Linked DNA regions of Mus musculus: region 2 is linked to region 1. The links are chromatin contacts, called in public Hi-C maps. All regions are on one chromosome and are shown on one strand. Each heading gives the region's core, a stretch centred on a gene start, on an enhancer-like site or on the middle of the called end of the contact. The rest is flanking DNA. Distances are from core to core; before and after follow the strand shown.

The links. Hi-C and Micro-C count contacts between places; a contact is called where the count stands out from the background.
Region 2: a contact with region 1 is called in a Hi-C map of bone marrow-derived macrophages, with 33 read pairs. The contact joins two enhancer-like sites. A contact is called at or near these places in 4 of 39 promoter capture datasets (embryonic stem cells, pre-B cells, stem cell-derived epiblast-like cells and 1 more), 2 of 15 datasets of contacts at CTCF or cohesin (large pre-B cells and pro-B cells), 6 of 484 Hi-C or Micro-C datasets (the G1E-ER4 cell line, the HL-1 cell line, bone marrow-derived macrophages and 3 more) and 5 of 115 datasets of contacts at active chromatin or transcription factors (all in embryonic stem cells).

The regions. Positions count from the first base shown.
Region 1 is chr7:80,962,970-80,970,138 of GRCm38.p6, forward strand. Gm32178 (a long non-coding RNA gene) reads right to left here. Exons shown (of 4, transcript XR_003946655.1): 3 at 2,151-2,364. Among named protein-coding and RNA genes, the nearest start is that of Gm32178, 15 kb to the right of the region's middle. Within about 2 kb of position 2,847, at least 3 of the 459 cell types and tissues checked have an H3K27ac peak or open chromatin away from gene starts, as enhancers often do. A contact at or near this core is called in bone marrow-derived macrophages, where this site is marked.
Region 2 is chr7:81,070,831-81,077,999 of GRCm38.p6, forward strand. Alpk3 (alpha-kinase 3) reads left to right here. Exons shown (of 14, transcript NM_054085.2): 4 at 6,043-6,160; 5 at 6,716-7,169. Among named protein-coding and RNA genes, the nearest start is that of Alpk3, 17 kb to the left of the region's middle. Within about 2 kb of position 3,906, at least 102 of the 459 cell types and tissues checked have an H3K27ac peak or open chromatin away from gene starts, as enhancers often do. A contact at or near this core is called in bone marrow-derived macrophages, where this site is marked.

The DNA.
Region 1 (7,169 bases), core at 1,597-4,096:
CAGCTCCATTATCCCAATACTTGGGAGAATCCAGTCTCAAGGTCAGCAAGTGCCAGCCCAGGGAGGAGTAGAAAGAAAGACCTGGTCTCTGAGAAGAACTAACCAATGCAAAACCCCGCCTCTATTAAAATTACTCTGTGCTTGTGTGTGTGAGCAGCTCAACCACAGAGCGCATGCTTGGCAAGCTTGCAGCCCCAGATTCCGTCCCAGAGTAGATACACAATAAACAAATACATAAGAAATAAACGTGGGGCCAGAAAGATGGCTCAGACGCCCACTTGCTGCTCCATCCTGAGAGCTGGAGTTCAGATCCCAGCACCGACATCAGACAACTCACAGAGGTCCGAAGAACCCGCCCTCTCTTCTGGCTTATGTGTGCGTGAGAGTGAGCACGCACCTACATAAAAACAAAATACATCTTCAAAAAATTACCAACGTACATTTATGCACATAACAATAATCTTGCCAGTGTCTCTGTGGCCTTCCCAATGGAGTTCAAAGAAGAAGCAGTCAGGCACTTCACAGCATGCTCTGACTCCTAATGTCTCCTAAAAGGATCTCTTGGATATTCTGGGGAGAGCCGACCTCCTTAAGGTCAAGCCAAGGGTCTCCAGAGACAGAACCCATTTGGGGGACGATGAAACCAGAGATGATATAAAAGCAGCTTTGTGTAGCATGTGGTGTCAGCGAGATAGCTCATTCCCTCAGACTTCTATGCAGAGGGATTACTGGAGTCACTCAGATCTTCCTGGAAGATTTTTGAAGAGCTTTCTTTAAAAAGTCCTAGACAGCTGCAAAGGCAGCTGGAATAAGGAAGCAGCTGGCTTCTGGATCTGCAGGGCATGTGTGTGTGTGTGTGTGTGTGTGTGTGTGTGTGTGTGTGTGTATGGTAATGGAAGGGTTAGGGTCACACTAGTCTCCTGCTGGGCCATACTGCTTGTTGAAGAAAGAAAGTGAAGGAGTTCTCAGTGTGAATGAAGAAGGCCTATAGGTAGAATAGAAGCCAAGGATACCCTCTCTGCTACATTTAACTGGGGCCCAGACCTCCTTTTGAGCCCTTTAATCTAGCGGCAGCAGAGGGCTGGCTCCTGGCTCCTGATGTTCCTCTAGTTGGCTTTAGGTATCTTATAGGAATTGATTGCTGTTTGAGTCACCACTGGAAATATGATAGGAAATCTGATTATGAATTTCTTTCTTTCTTTTCTTTTCTTTTTTTTTTTTTTTTTTTTTTTTGGTTTTTTTTTTTTTGGTTTTTCGAGACAGGGTTTCTCTGTGTAGCCCTAGCTGTCCTGGAACTCACTCTTAGACCAGGCTGGCCTCGAACTCAGAAATCTGCCTGCCTCTGCCTCCCAAGTGCTGGGATTAAAGGCATGTGCCACCACTGCCCAGCCTATGAATTTTTTTTTAAATGTTTTATTTAAACACATTTTTGTTGTTGTTGTTGTTGTTTTTGTTTTTGTTTCTGTTTTGGTTTGGGTTTTGGCTTTTCAAGACAAGAGTTTATCTGGGGAGACCTGGCTGTCTTGGAATTCACTGTGTAGACCAGGCTGGCCTTGAAATCCGCCTGCCTCTGCCTCCTGAGGGCTGAGATTAAAGGCTTGAGCCACCACTGCCCAGCTATTTATGTATCTATCTTTCTTTCTTTCTCTCTCTCTCTTCCTTCCTTCCTTTCTTTCTTTCTTTCTCTCTTTCTTTCTTTCTTTCTTTCTTTCTTTCTTTCTTAATTTATTTTTTTCCATTGGGTATTTATTTCATTTACATTTCCAATGCTATCCCAAAAGTCCCCCATATGCTCCCCCACCCACTCCCCCTACCCACCCACTCCCACTTCTTGGCCCTGTCGTTCCCCTGTACTGAGGCATATAAAGTTTGCAGGACTAATGGGCCTCTTTCTTTCTTTCACGTAGCTGTCTTCAGACACACCAGAAGAGGGCAACGGATTCCATTACAGATGGTTGTGAGCCACCTCATGGTTGCTGGGGATTAAACTCAGGACCTCTGGAAGAGCAATCAGTGCTCTTAACTGCTGAGCCATCTCTCCAGCCCTAGTTTTGAATTTCTTAATGCAACCACATTCAAAGATATGGTCATTAGCAATCACGGGGCCTCTTGAGCTTTACCCCATTCACATTAGCATCTGTATTGTTCACCTCAGGCTCAGGCAGTCAAGCAAGTGAGGCTTCATAGGTGTAGATTCTGACACAATCTTACAGCAGACTTCCTGATCCTCTGGCTCTTCTCTCCCCTGTGCCACAGTGATCCTTGATCCTCAGGTGAGAAGTTGGGATATAGCTGTAGCTGTCTGTTGGGCCTGGGGCTCCACAGCTCTGCATTGTGATCAGTTAGAGTTTTCTGTAAAGGTCCCTGTGTATTACAAAGAGAAGTGAGGGATGAGGACTACGCTTAGCTGTGGATATGAAGACAAATACTTAGAAATAGTTGGAGATTAGGCTTTTTTAGTCAAGTGGTGGTTGTAGGTTCTCTAAGATGCATGACTTCATAAACCCTGGGTAGTTGGCAAGGTTTCTAGTAGCACTTGTGACTTCCCTCTTGTAGGTCATAAATCCAATTAGAGAGCCATTAGTTACCACTAAGGTATGTGTGCCACTACTTCATTCTTACTGTTACTGTCCCATGGTGGTCACTGTTGTGGTTCAGGGGTATAGTAACTGGATAGGACTGTTGGTTGCTTCCCTCCTTTGGAAGCTTGCGTGGTATATTCTATACCATCAAAGTTACTCCTGAGGGAGGGAGCTTTCAAGTCAAATCCTGCTTGGGGCCTGTGCTGGCTAGTTTTGTGTGTCAACTTGACACAAGTTGGAGTTATCACAGAGAAAGGAGCCTCCCTTGAGGAAATGTCTCCATGAGACCCAGATGTAAGGCATTTTCTCAATTAGTGATCAAGGGGGAGGGCCCGGCCCATTGTGGGTGGTGCCATCCCTGGTCTGGTAGTCCTGGGTCCTATAAGAAAGCTAGCAAGCCAGGGAAGCAAGCCACTAAGCAGCACTCCTTCATGGCCTCCTCATCAGCTCCTGCCTCCAAGTTCCTGCCCTGTGTGAGTTCCTGTCCTGACTTCCTTTGGTGATGAGTCACAATGTGGAAGTGTAAGCTGAATAAACCCTTTCCTCCCCGACTTGCTTCTTGGTCATGATGTTTTGTGCAAGAATACAAACTCTGACTAAGACAGGGCTCTGTGTCCTGAAGTAGAAACTTCTATTTTTTTTTTTTTTTGGAAAGTCAATTATGTCAAATTATGTTTTGTTGAGGCACACAGATGAAAGGGCGTTTTGCTAAAGAAGACAAGTGAAAGAATTTTTCCTGAAGCAGATATAAGTTATAAGTGGAAGGATGTTTTGCTAAAGTAAACATGTGAAAGGATGCATGATATTAAGAAGATATATATATATATATATATATATATATATATATATATATATATATAACCCAACAGACAGTGATGATGCCAGGTGGTACTGGTATGCCTACCATTCTTTACTGGTCATCATTTGTCATGACTTCATAGAGAGAAACACACCACAATACTTCTGGTGGTGTTCTGGCAGCTTCTTGCTGCTTCCTCACACTTGGGCTAATTGACAAAGTAGGTGGAAGTTTCTGAATCAGACTCATGCTGTGTTTTACCAAGACACTTATGTAGTGTTTTGCTGAGTCAAGACCCATAGGAGGACACATGTTTGGAGGGAATATAAACAGAACTCAAGGGAGAGTGACAAGGAGCTTATATGGCTAGCTTTACAATGCTCATCTTAGTCTTTGCTGATCTTCACCTCATCGAGAGAGGCATGGCAGAGAACTTCTGGTGTCTCTACTGGTCTTGGTTGCTTCTGCTGACTCATGCCGATTTGGCAGAGGCCTGGCTGTTTCTGCTGGATTTAGCTAATACTGCTGACTCGTGTTTGCTATCCTAACACTACTAAATTGGACCGCTGGTATCCTGACAAATGGAGATCAGAATCACCCCTCAGGAACTACTTCTAAACATCAAACAGCGGAGCCTCTCGCTTCTTCTGGATCGACCTGTGGTGGCTGATCCATGAATGGTGTTTGCAAGAGCTGCTGCTGCTGATTCATGTAAACTGAACTGCTGATGTCCTGACAACGCAGATTCGATTTGCTCCAAAGAACTTTTTCCAAACAAGTCCACATCCTCCTTTGCTCTATTAACCTCTCCTTTCCATGACCTCTGGTGGGTGGTGGGCCAGAAGGGAGGTTAAAGCATTTAGGAACCCTTATTGAAAATAGGTTTTTAAAAAATATAAGCCTACAGTGTCCAGAGGGCATGGTGTCTTCAGAAATAGGGATTTAACGTTCTATCGCTGGGCTTTACCTCCCCAACAAACACACACACCAAAAGCTCATTTAAAAAACACAGTCTGAGAACTTTGATTATTCAGCAAACTTTGTGGGATTTCTATAGAATGGTTATAAATGTGAGAATTCTCCTCGTGCTTCTCTGAGACAGGGTCTCACTTTGTAGACCAGGCTGGCTTGGAATTCTCTGCATAGAATAGGCTTGGTGATTCTTGGTGAATTCTTGGTGATTCTCTTGCCTCCATTTCCCAAGTGCTAGGATTTCAGACATGTGCCCCCATGTCTGGCCTTGTTTGAGATTGCTTAACTTCCCACTAAGCCATCCTTTCTTCTCTTTGGACTTTTAAATTTTATTCAGTTTTGTGGGTATGAATGTTTTGCCTGATGAGTATATGTGACTATGTGAGTGTCTGTTGGATTCCTTGAAATTGTTTGTTTGTCTGTTTTGTTTTAAAAAATAGATTCTCATGTGGCCCAGGCTGATTACAAATTCTCTATATAGATGAGGCTGGCCTTAATCTCCTGATCCTCCTGCCTCCTAAGTGCTGAATCTCTGCCATTGGCCACTGTGTTTGGTTTTCTTTGGGTTTTAATTATCTGTCCTGTCTTTCTACCTAAGAAAGAGTGTCACTCTTTGGCCTTGGCTGCCCTTAACTCACAGAGATCTGCCTCCTGAATACTGCTATTAAAGGTGTGCCCCACCAAGTCTGACAAGTGTAAGTTCCTTAAGACTTACTCAAATATTTTATTGCATGTTTCTTAGGATTACCCAACTCCTCACAGGTGCCCCCCCCCACACACAACACCCCCAGACAAAGTTTCTCTATGTAGCACTGATTGTCCTGGAACTCTGACTGTCTTGGAACTCGGTGGGCCACACTTGCCTAGAATTCACAGAGAAATGCTCTCCTCTGCCTCCAGAGTGCTGGGATGGAAGGCCTGCATCACTGTCACCTGGCAGGATTACTAAACTCTAAATGACTACCAAAATAGATACTTGAACTCAAAATAACAGCCTTCAGTTTCAGTTGTTAATTAATTGACCCTTAGAGAAGAGACTAGAAGCTTGGTGATTTTTTAGACATCAGCCTAGTAAAACTCTGCAGTGGATGACAGATGGGTACATTATAGAATATATACTACTTCCCTGCCTTCCCTGTCCCAGCACCAAGGATTCATTTTAGGGCTGTGGGCTTGGTAGGCAAATCCTCTTCCCCTGAGCTACACTTGTCTATTTTTCTGCTATTTTTTGAAAAGATTTATTTATTTATTATATGTACTGTAGCTGTCTTCAGAAACACCAGAAGAGGGCATCAGATCTCATTACAGATGGTTGTGAGCCACCATCTGGTTGCTGGAATTTGAACTCAGGACCTCCAGAAGAGCAGTCAGTGCTCTTAACTGCTGAGCCATCTCTCCAGCCCTATTTTTCTATTATTTTAAGATGGGGGTCTCTCTAAATTGCCGAGGCCATCTCAAACTTAGGATCCTTCTTCTCAGCTCCCTGAGCAGCTGAGATCAGAGGGATGTGCCATCTTGCTTGCTTGTTAATCCTTGCTCTGTTTGTTTTCTTGTTATTCTCTTCCTCCTTGTCCTCCTTCTCCTCCTCCTCCTCCTCTTCCAGTGATATTTGAAACAGGGTCTCACTGTATAGTCCTGGCTGTCCTGGAGCTCCCTTTGTAGGCCAGGCTGGCCTTAAACCCACAGAGTTGCTCCTGTGGTTCTGTCTCCTGAGTTCTGAGATTAAAGTCATTCACCTCTACCACCTAGCTACTTGTTACTTCTTTTTTGTTTAATTGAAAATGAATTTGGTATTTACACAGGATTAGGAAAGTCTTTATTATAGGGGTGGTGTCAATGTCCTTAACTATCAGAATGTCAGAGTGCAAGCACTAGTAGCAGTCCCTGGTCCATCACAAGAAAATCACATGTGGAATTTTGTTTCGAGCTGCTATAATAAAATACCCTGATGGAGAAGCAATGTAGGAGAGGAAAGATTTCATCTGTCTTACAATTCCAGATTACTGTTCATCATTAAGAAGGCAAGGCAAGGAGCTAGAGAGATGGCTCGGCGGTTAAGAGCACTGACTGCTTTTCCGGAGGTCCTGAGTTCAAATCCCAGCAACCACATGGTGGCTCACAAACCATCTGTGATGGAATCCAATGCCCTCTTCTGGTATGTCTGAAGACTGTGACAGTGTACTCACATACATTAAATAAATAAGAAGGCAAGGCCAAGAACTTGAGCAGCTAATCACATTACACCCACAGTCAAGAACAGAGAGACTTAAATGTACCCATGCTTCCTCCTTGCTCACTCTCTGTTGCGGGAAATATTAAAAACAAGATCTGGCACATTCCTGTGCTTGTGCCTCCAACTATCTGCCATGGCAGCCTGGTCAGCCATGGACTGGTGAGCAATGGTTGACCTGTTTTTATCTCATGGAGACTCTAACTCAGAACTCCACAATCTCTCCACCCGTTCACTAGATTCCCAGTGGTGGGTTGTTACCAGGCCAGCCCCGTGCTTCAAATCTTCCACAGCCTTTTTGGCGCACATCTGGCAAACTCACACTTTGCCGCCAGCCATAACTTTCTCTCTTGAACACAGACGAGCTGACATGTGAAGGAAGACACAACACAAACTTAGTTCAGAAACAACAGCAACTCAATCTCTGGGTACAACAAACTAAAACCTAATCTTGTAAGCCTTATTAAAATCTGATTCCTCTGGTGGTGAATCCTTGCGGATCCACCATGATACGGGGAAACTCTAGCAGCTACATCTTACCCTTATGCTGTCCCCATCCCCAAAAAGGACCTAACTCTCTCCTGCT
Region 2 (7,169 bases), core at 2,656-5,155, 110 kb after region 1:
AAGGACAGGGTGCATGTGGGACTTGCTTGTGCCTCTCAGGAACTGCCACAGTACTCACTTGCCACAGGACCTCCCTGACCCCTGGCCATGTTGATGACAAAATTAGTATCTTTTCCACTTGGCTCATCTCAGCAGCAGCTCGGGTGGGGCAGTGGCAGTATCTGCTGTGGGGACCTGTATGAGGAGCCTCAGGGAAAGCAGGCATGGGGCGCCATGGTTTCTCAGAATCAGTGTGGACTTGCCAGACTCCAGTTTGGTGTACAGAATCTTGGGACGTTTTATTGAATGCTCTCAATCTCCCCATGGGAGTCTTTTCCGCCTCAAGCTCAACCCAAAGAAGCAATTGAGGAATTATTATTCTTAGTGTGTGTGATATGTGTGTACTGTGGTGTGTGTGTGATATGTGTACTGTGCTATGTGTGTGTATCTGTGTGTATGGTATGTATGTGTGCATGCATGTATGTGGCATGATGTGTGTATGATATGTGTGTGCATGTGTATGTATGTGTGCATGTGTGTATGATATGTGTGTATGGTATATATGGTATGTGTGTGTGTATGTGTATTATCTTAGTCATGGTTTCTATTCCTGCACAAAACATCATGACCAAGAAGCAAGTTGGGGAGGAAAGGATTTACTCAGCTTACACTTCCACATTGTTGTTCATCACCAAAGGAAGTCAGGACAGGAACTCACACAGGGCAGGAACTTGGAGGTAGGAGTTGATGCAGAGGCCATGGAGGGATGTTACTTACTGGCTTGCTTCCCCTGGCTTGCTCAGCTTGCTTTCTTATAAAACCCACGCCTACCAGCCCAGGGATGGCACCACTCACACTTTGATCACTAATTGAGAAAATGCCTTACATCTGGGTCTCATGGAGGCATTTCCTCAAGGGAGGTTTCTTTCTCTGTGATAACTCCAGCTTGTGTCAAGTTGGCACATAAAACCAGGCAGTACATGTATGTGTGTGATATGTATGTGAGCATGGGGGCAGACATACTGAAGCACATGTGTGGCGGTCAGAGGACAACTTTCAGGAGTCAGTTCTCGCCTTCCATCCTGGATGCTAGGGTTTGAGCTCAGGTCATTAGGCTCACACAGCAAGTGTTTTAAAACCCTGAGCCCAAAGGAATAACTATTTTTAAATGTATGTATGTGTGTGTGTTTGTGCCACATGCCATAGTGTGAATGTCAGAGAATGATTTGGGAGTTGGTTCTGTCCTTCCATCATGTGGGTCCCAGGGATGGGACTTGGGTTGCAGGCTTGGGTAGGAAGCACCTTCACCAGCAAATCCATGTCATGGACTTCAGGAGCAACGTTGTTGTTGTTGTTTGTTTGTTTCTTTGTCTTATCCCTGTATCTCATGATGCCCAGCCATGGTCTCCTACTGAGGCGCACCTACCAATTGAGTCTGTGCAGTTGTCAGGGCTCTGGGCAGCCACAATATCCACATCTCCAGTCGCTGTTGTTCCCTCCTCATCCCACATGGATCCCAGATCTGAGTTCATTCAGTTTTCTGTAGCAGATTAGAAAGAGGTCACCATGGTATCACCAAGAGTGGGTTGTGGGAAAGGGGGAAGGGAAACAGGAGGGTGCCAGGAACTGGGGAGACAGCGTTAGACATTCGATCTCAGTCTAGAGGTGTTCTTGGCTGATCAGTGGCTGAGACTGGCCTTTGTGTAAGGCTGCTGCTGTCTCTGCTTGTCTTAGCGGAGGCAGTTGTTCTTCCTCCCTGGGAGAAGCATTCCCTCCCCCAACAGAGGTAGGATGTGTCAGCCCCGACTCTGGGACCTTGCCAGGCGAAGATGATGTTTTCCTTATGGTTGGAACTTTGTCTCGGGGAGGAAGATTTAGCTGTAGCAGGAGAACAGGGAACTGGCTGTTCTGGGAGGGAAACCCCTGCGGACCTGGAGCAGGAACACAAGACCTACAGCATTCTTTCACTCACTGTGGGGACAGACAGTGGCTGGGCCATCTGACTCCTGGCTCCTGCAGGCCTCTTTAGGCTGGAATGTTACTGTCTGAGACTGCTCATCTCTGCCCAGTGTGGTGGCCTCCCCATCTACTCTCTTCAGTTCTGGGGTGCATTCTGTATTGGGGTGTGTATGTGCACGTATGTGCTTATTCACATGCTAAGGCAGAAGAAGAAAACATCAGAGGTAGGTAGGTTGAAGCCAGGGACCTAATCTGTGATAAGAACCACATTTATTGAATGAAAGAAAGAAAGAAAAGAGAAAGAATCCTATTTTGGGCAAATAAGTCTAATATGAGGACTTTTAGGTGCAAAATGTTATACACTGGCCCTAGAGTCCTCATTGGGAAGAATGCTAGAGAAGGGAAGTTTCTATGTCATTTGACAGCCATGTAGCCCTGGGTAGTAATTCCCTTAGCTCCGGTGGGGCTTGCTTTTCTCCTGTGTGAAGCAGGAATCACAGCGCTCACTGCATAGCAGAGAGGGATTGGAGTCTGGGCCCTTCTGCTTCCTCACTGGTGACTTTTGTAGAAGTCTTAACTCATGAGCCTTAATTTCCTTTTCATTTCCCTTACTTAAAAAAGCCTTTAACTGTTTTAATGCATGTATGCTCCAGAATATTATGTATAGCATGTGTGTAGCAGCGCCCTAGGAGGCCTGAAGAGGGCGCCAGAGTCTCTGGAACTGGAGTTTCAGGTGGTTTTGCAGGACTGCGTGGGGTCTGGGAACTGAACTCCAGGCTTCTGCAAGTGCAGCAAGAGCTCTAAACCTTGGGTGTGGGTCTCGATGTCTTGTACTGGGGATTGTGACTACATCCTTAGGAGCATTCTGATCTGAGAGTAGATGGGACATGCGTGAGGACTGTCTCTTGGCTTCTGGCACACAGTTAAGTCTTCCTCAATAAATGTGAGCAATTTGAGTTCAGAGGAACCAGGGAAAATTCCATATCTGACAGTTAGTTCTCTTAAAACTCTAAACTCCTATTTGTCTGACTCTGAGTTTCTTTAAATTAGGAGTGACTGGAAAAGACAGTGGGTGTCCAAGTTGGGTTCCCTAGGTGAGCCTGCTAGCTGTGCAGCAGACCATAGGCTGTGAAGGGGCAGGGGAAAGCTACAGGCTCAGGTTCTATTTTGAACTCTCCCAGAGTTCATTCTCTCTCTCTCTCTCTCTTTTCCCCTCCCTCCCTCCCTCCCTCTCCCTCCCTTTCCCTCTCCCTCTCCCTCTCCCTCTCCCTCTCCCTCTCCCTCTCCCTCTCCCTCTCCCTCTCCCTCTCCCTCTCCCTCTCCCTCTCCCTCTGTTTGCGTGTGTGTTTGCATATGTGTACCATGCATGGAAGTATGTGTGGAGCTGAGTTAAGGACATAATCCTCTTGAGCTTTTGTGTATTTATATAACATAGTAACCATCACCCAGGAAGTAACCAGCACGTTACAAATAATCTTGTTTTCAAAGCCATTTGTTTTGTTTTGTTTTGTTTTGTTTTGTTTTGTTTTGTTTTTCAAGACAGGGTTTCTCTGTGCAGCCCTGGCTGTCCTGGAACTCACTTTGTAGACCAGGCTGTCCTTGAACTCAGAAATCAGCCTGCCTCTGCCTCCCAAGTGCTGGAATTAAAGGCGTGCACCACCACCGCCCAGCTTCAAAGCCACTCTTGCTATGAAGCCCTGATCCCCATTATTGGCAGAATTATGGGGTGTTCCTGTGGCTCAGGCTCAGCTGTGTAGGCCACTCCCTGTTCCCCTCCTTGTCCCAGGCCTTTGCCCCACTCCAGCCTCTCTTGGACTGCAGGCTGAGGATGTCCCTCCCGGGCAGGTCATGAGGCAGAAGACTCCAAGGCCCTGGTGGGTGAGATCATCCCACAAGATGGTGAGAGCACCTGTGCTTGCCCTAGCCACACGCACAGTGATGTAACCCAGGGCTTTAGCGCACAGTGGAAACACAGGGCTCAGTTTACAGCCAGCACAGCCCAGTTTGTTCCTGGCCCAGCCGGCTGTAGCCCTGCCTCCCCTGCTCCCCGCTGATGTTCGACTTCCCTTGCTTGCCCTTTGCCCTTCCTCATATGCCTCGGATGGGGCTCCCGTGGGTTTGTTTCCTGTTCCTTACTCCTTTGCTTGCTCCTCTGACAGGGGGTTATGGAGGAACCGCTATGCAGGCACTGGTGCAGGCGATAGAGATACGGTAGTGAACACAGGATGGCTCCTGCCCACTTGAGTCTTGGGTCTAGTAGGAGAGATGGCCAAGGAGCTAAGCTAAGGTGTGATTAGTGGCGGGAAGGGGAGGGGCTGGTGACTGGGGGTATGCACCCATGCCTTCAGTATTACTTGATCCAAGACCAAATCCCCAGCCAAGGAGCTCGCTTCTTTCTCTGGACCATAGTTCTCCATACAGTTGATGTATTCATTGGTAAATATTTACTTATTGTGGATTGCATTACCAGGCACTATTCTAGGAACTGGGGATGCAGCATTGACGAACACAGATAAGTCCCCGCTGTCACGAAGCCAATATTCGATATTCTGTGATGGGCACACTGTGACAGACAGGACACACACAAATTAACAAGCTCAGTGTGTCTCATGGCAGTGTGCTCTAGGAAGAAAGATGCAAGACGAGGGAGGACAGCAAGGCTGAGGGGAGAGAGCCACAGGCTCGCACAGGCTGTTGGAAGGCCTCTGTGAGGAGTTAGACAGGAAGCAGAGTGGCGCAGGATGTGGCCTCCTGGGCTGTTAGTGTGAGCCAGCAAGACTGAGGCGGGGGTGCGGCTCACAAATGGGAGAGGGAGATGAGATCAGGTCACTGCCACAGCGACAGGGTGCAGACTGTGTGTGCCTGTGTGAGGTGGGGCTCCTGGGGTGCTCTGAGTGTGGCTGAGAGTAGATGGATCTGAAGTCACACTCTGCTTGTGGCGTTTCCAATTGAAGAGAGGCCACGACAGGGGCAGCGAGGCCATCAAGGAAGGTCTCCCTGGGACCCAAGTGGGGCATGAAAGTGGTGGGGACTAGGATGTGACAGGAAATGGTCAGATCCTGGGTCTGCTCCCAAGGGTGAGCCTGTAGGACTATCTGACAGGGTGAGTGTGAGAAGAAAGGAAAAAGGAGGACTCGGGGCTGTGGCCTGAGCCACACTGGGGGATGGGTTGTCCCCTTACTGAGCTGTGTGTGAATAGGCTTGGGATACGGATAAGGAGTCGGATGGGTCACACCTGTGGCCTGCTAGGCCGTCAAGTGCAGATATGAAGTCAATGTACAGTCTGGAGTTGAGAGGAGAGGGCTGGACTAGAGGTTGCAACAGCAGGGGGTCCTTGCTGCTCCTTGAGCAGCTAAAGCCAGTCTAGGAAGTAGGCAGTCAGGCCTAAGGATCAACGAGCGATTTAGCAATGTGCACGTCACAGTTGACTTCGACGGACAGTTCAAGTGTAGCAGAGGAAACAGGAGTAGAGATGGAAGACAAGGCATAAAAAGCTCCACAGACGGCTTCTGCAGGCTCAGGTGCAGTGGCGCACATCTCTATCCCAGCACTCAGAGGCAGAGGCAGGCAGGGCTCTGTGAGTTCAAGGCCAGCCTAGTCTACATGGTTCCAGGACAGCAAGGCCTATATAGAAAGACCCTGTCTTAATAATAATAATAATAAGCCAAGTGATGGTGTCATGTGCCTTTAATCTCAGCACTCTGGAGGCAGAGGCAGGTGGATCCCTGTGAATTTGAAGCCAGCCTGGTCTACAGAGTGAGTTCCAGGATAGCCAGGGCTACACAGAGAAACCCAGTTTCAAAGAGACCAATAAATGAATAAATAAACAAATAAGTGAATAAATAAAAGATCTCTCTTCTAGTTGAAAGCTAAGAAGTCTCTTCCCCCTAGTTCTCATCCTTTCAGTCAGAGGGGAGAATGCTTTCTGCTTTGACAGATCCTACTTTCTGAAGCTGAGCTGAGTGACAGGGACAGTGCCTCCGGAGGGCCCGGGGCACTGGAACCGTCCAGTCTCTTCAGACAGCTCGAAGCCCTTGCCTCTGCGTCTCCTCCCACTACTTTGGATCTCACCTACTATTATTCAATCTCTTGCTTCCTTGTCAGGATACCCAGAGCCAGAGGTGACCTGGTACAAGGATGACATAGAACTGGACCGTTACTGTGGCTTGCCAAAATACGAGATCACTCATCAAGGCAACCGTCACACCCTGCAGCTGTACAGGTGAGGGAGAGGGGCCGGCATGGCTCTCTGCCCTCCCGAGGGCCCTGCGCTGGATCCTGCCATCAGACCTGGAGTCAGCTGGGTGGAAACGCCCAGGCACTCTCTGGAGTTAGAGGGCAGGGCTCTACTACTGAGTTGATCTACCTGGTGAACTGTGCTTTCTGCCAGTGTCTGGGATCTCCCCAGGCCAGGGCAGACGTGCTTCTGACAGCCACAAGTGAGTGCAACCAGAGGAGGCCCTGACCCTCAGAAACCTTTTCCATGAGGTCAGCAGCCAGGAAAAGCAACAGTGCCGTCATTACTACTCTCAGGGCTGTGTTGGTCACCTGCTTCTGAAGGGAGCTCTTCTGGGCCCCGAGTCTAATCCCTCCTGGGACAGCATGACCTTGGTCAGCTGTCCTCTTGTGGCCTCAGTTTCCTCCGTTGTAGCTGAGGAAATTCATGACGCCTAAAGTAGGGCACGACTTGGATTGGGAGGGAGCCGGTGGTCAATGCCAGAGACTCTGGCTGTGGGGAGGAGCGGGGAGAGATGGCGCCTCATGCTCCTACCTCTAGGTGTCAGGAAGAAGATGCTGCCATCTACCAAGCCTCTGCCCGGAACACCAAGGGCATCGTGTCCTGCTCAGGGGTCCTAGAGGTGGGCACTATGACGGAGTACAAGATTCACCAGCGCTGGTTCGCCAAGTTGAAGCGCAAGGCTGCAGCCAAGATGAGGGAGATTGAGCAGAGCTGGAAGCATGGAAAAGAGGCTTCAGGGGAGGCTGACACGCTTCTTCGCAAGATCAGCCCCGACCGCTTCCAAAGAAAGCGCCGACTGAGTGGAGTCGAAGAGGCTGTCCTCTCCACGCCAGTCAGGGAAATGGAGGAAGGCTCCTCAGCGGCTTGGCAGGAAGGAGAGACTGAGTCTGCTCAGCACCCGGGGTTGGGTTTGATCAACAGTTTTGCTCCTGGAGAGGCGCCCACCAATGGGGAGCCTGCTCCAGAGAACGGGGAAGACGAAGAGCGTGGC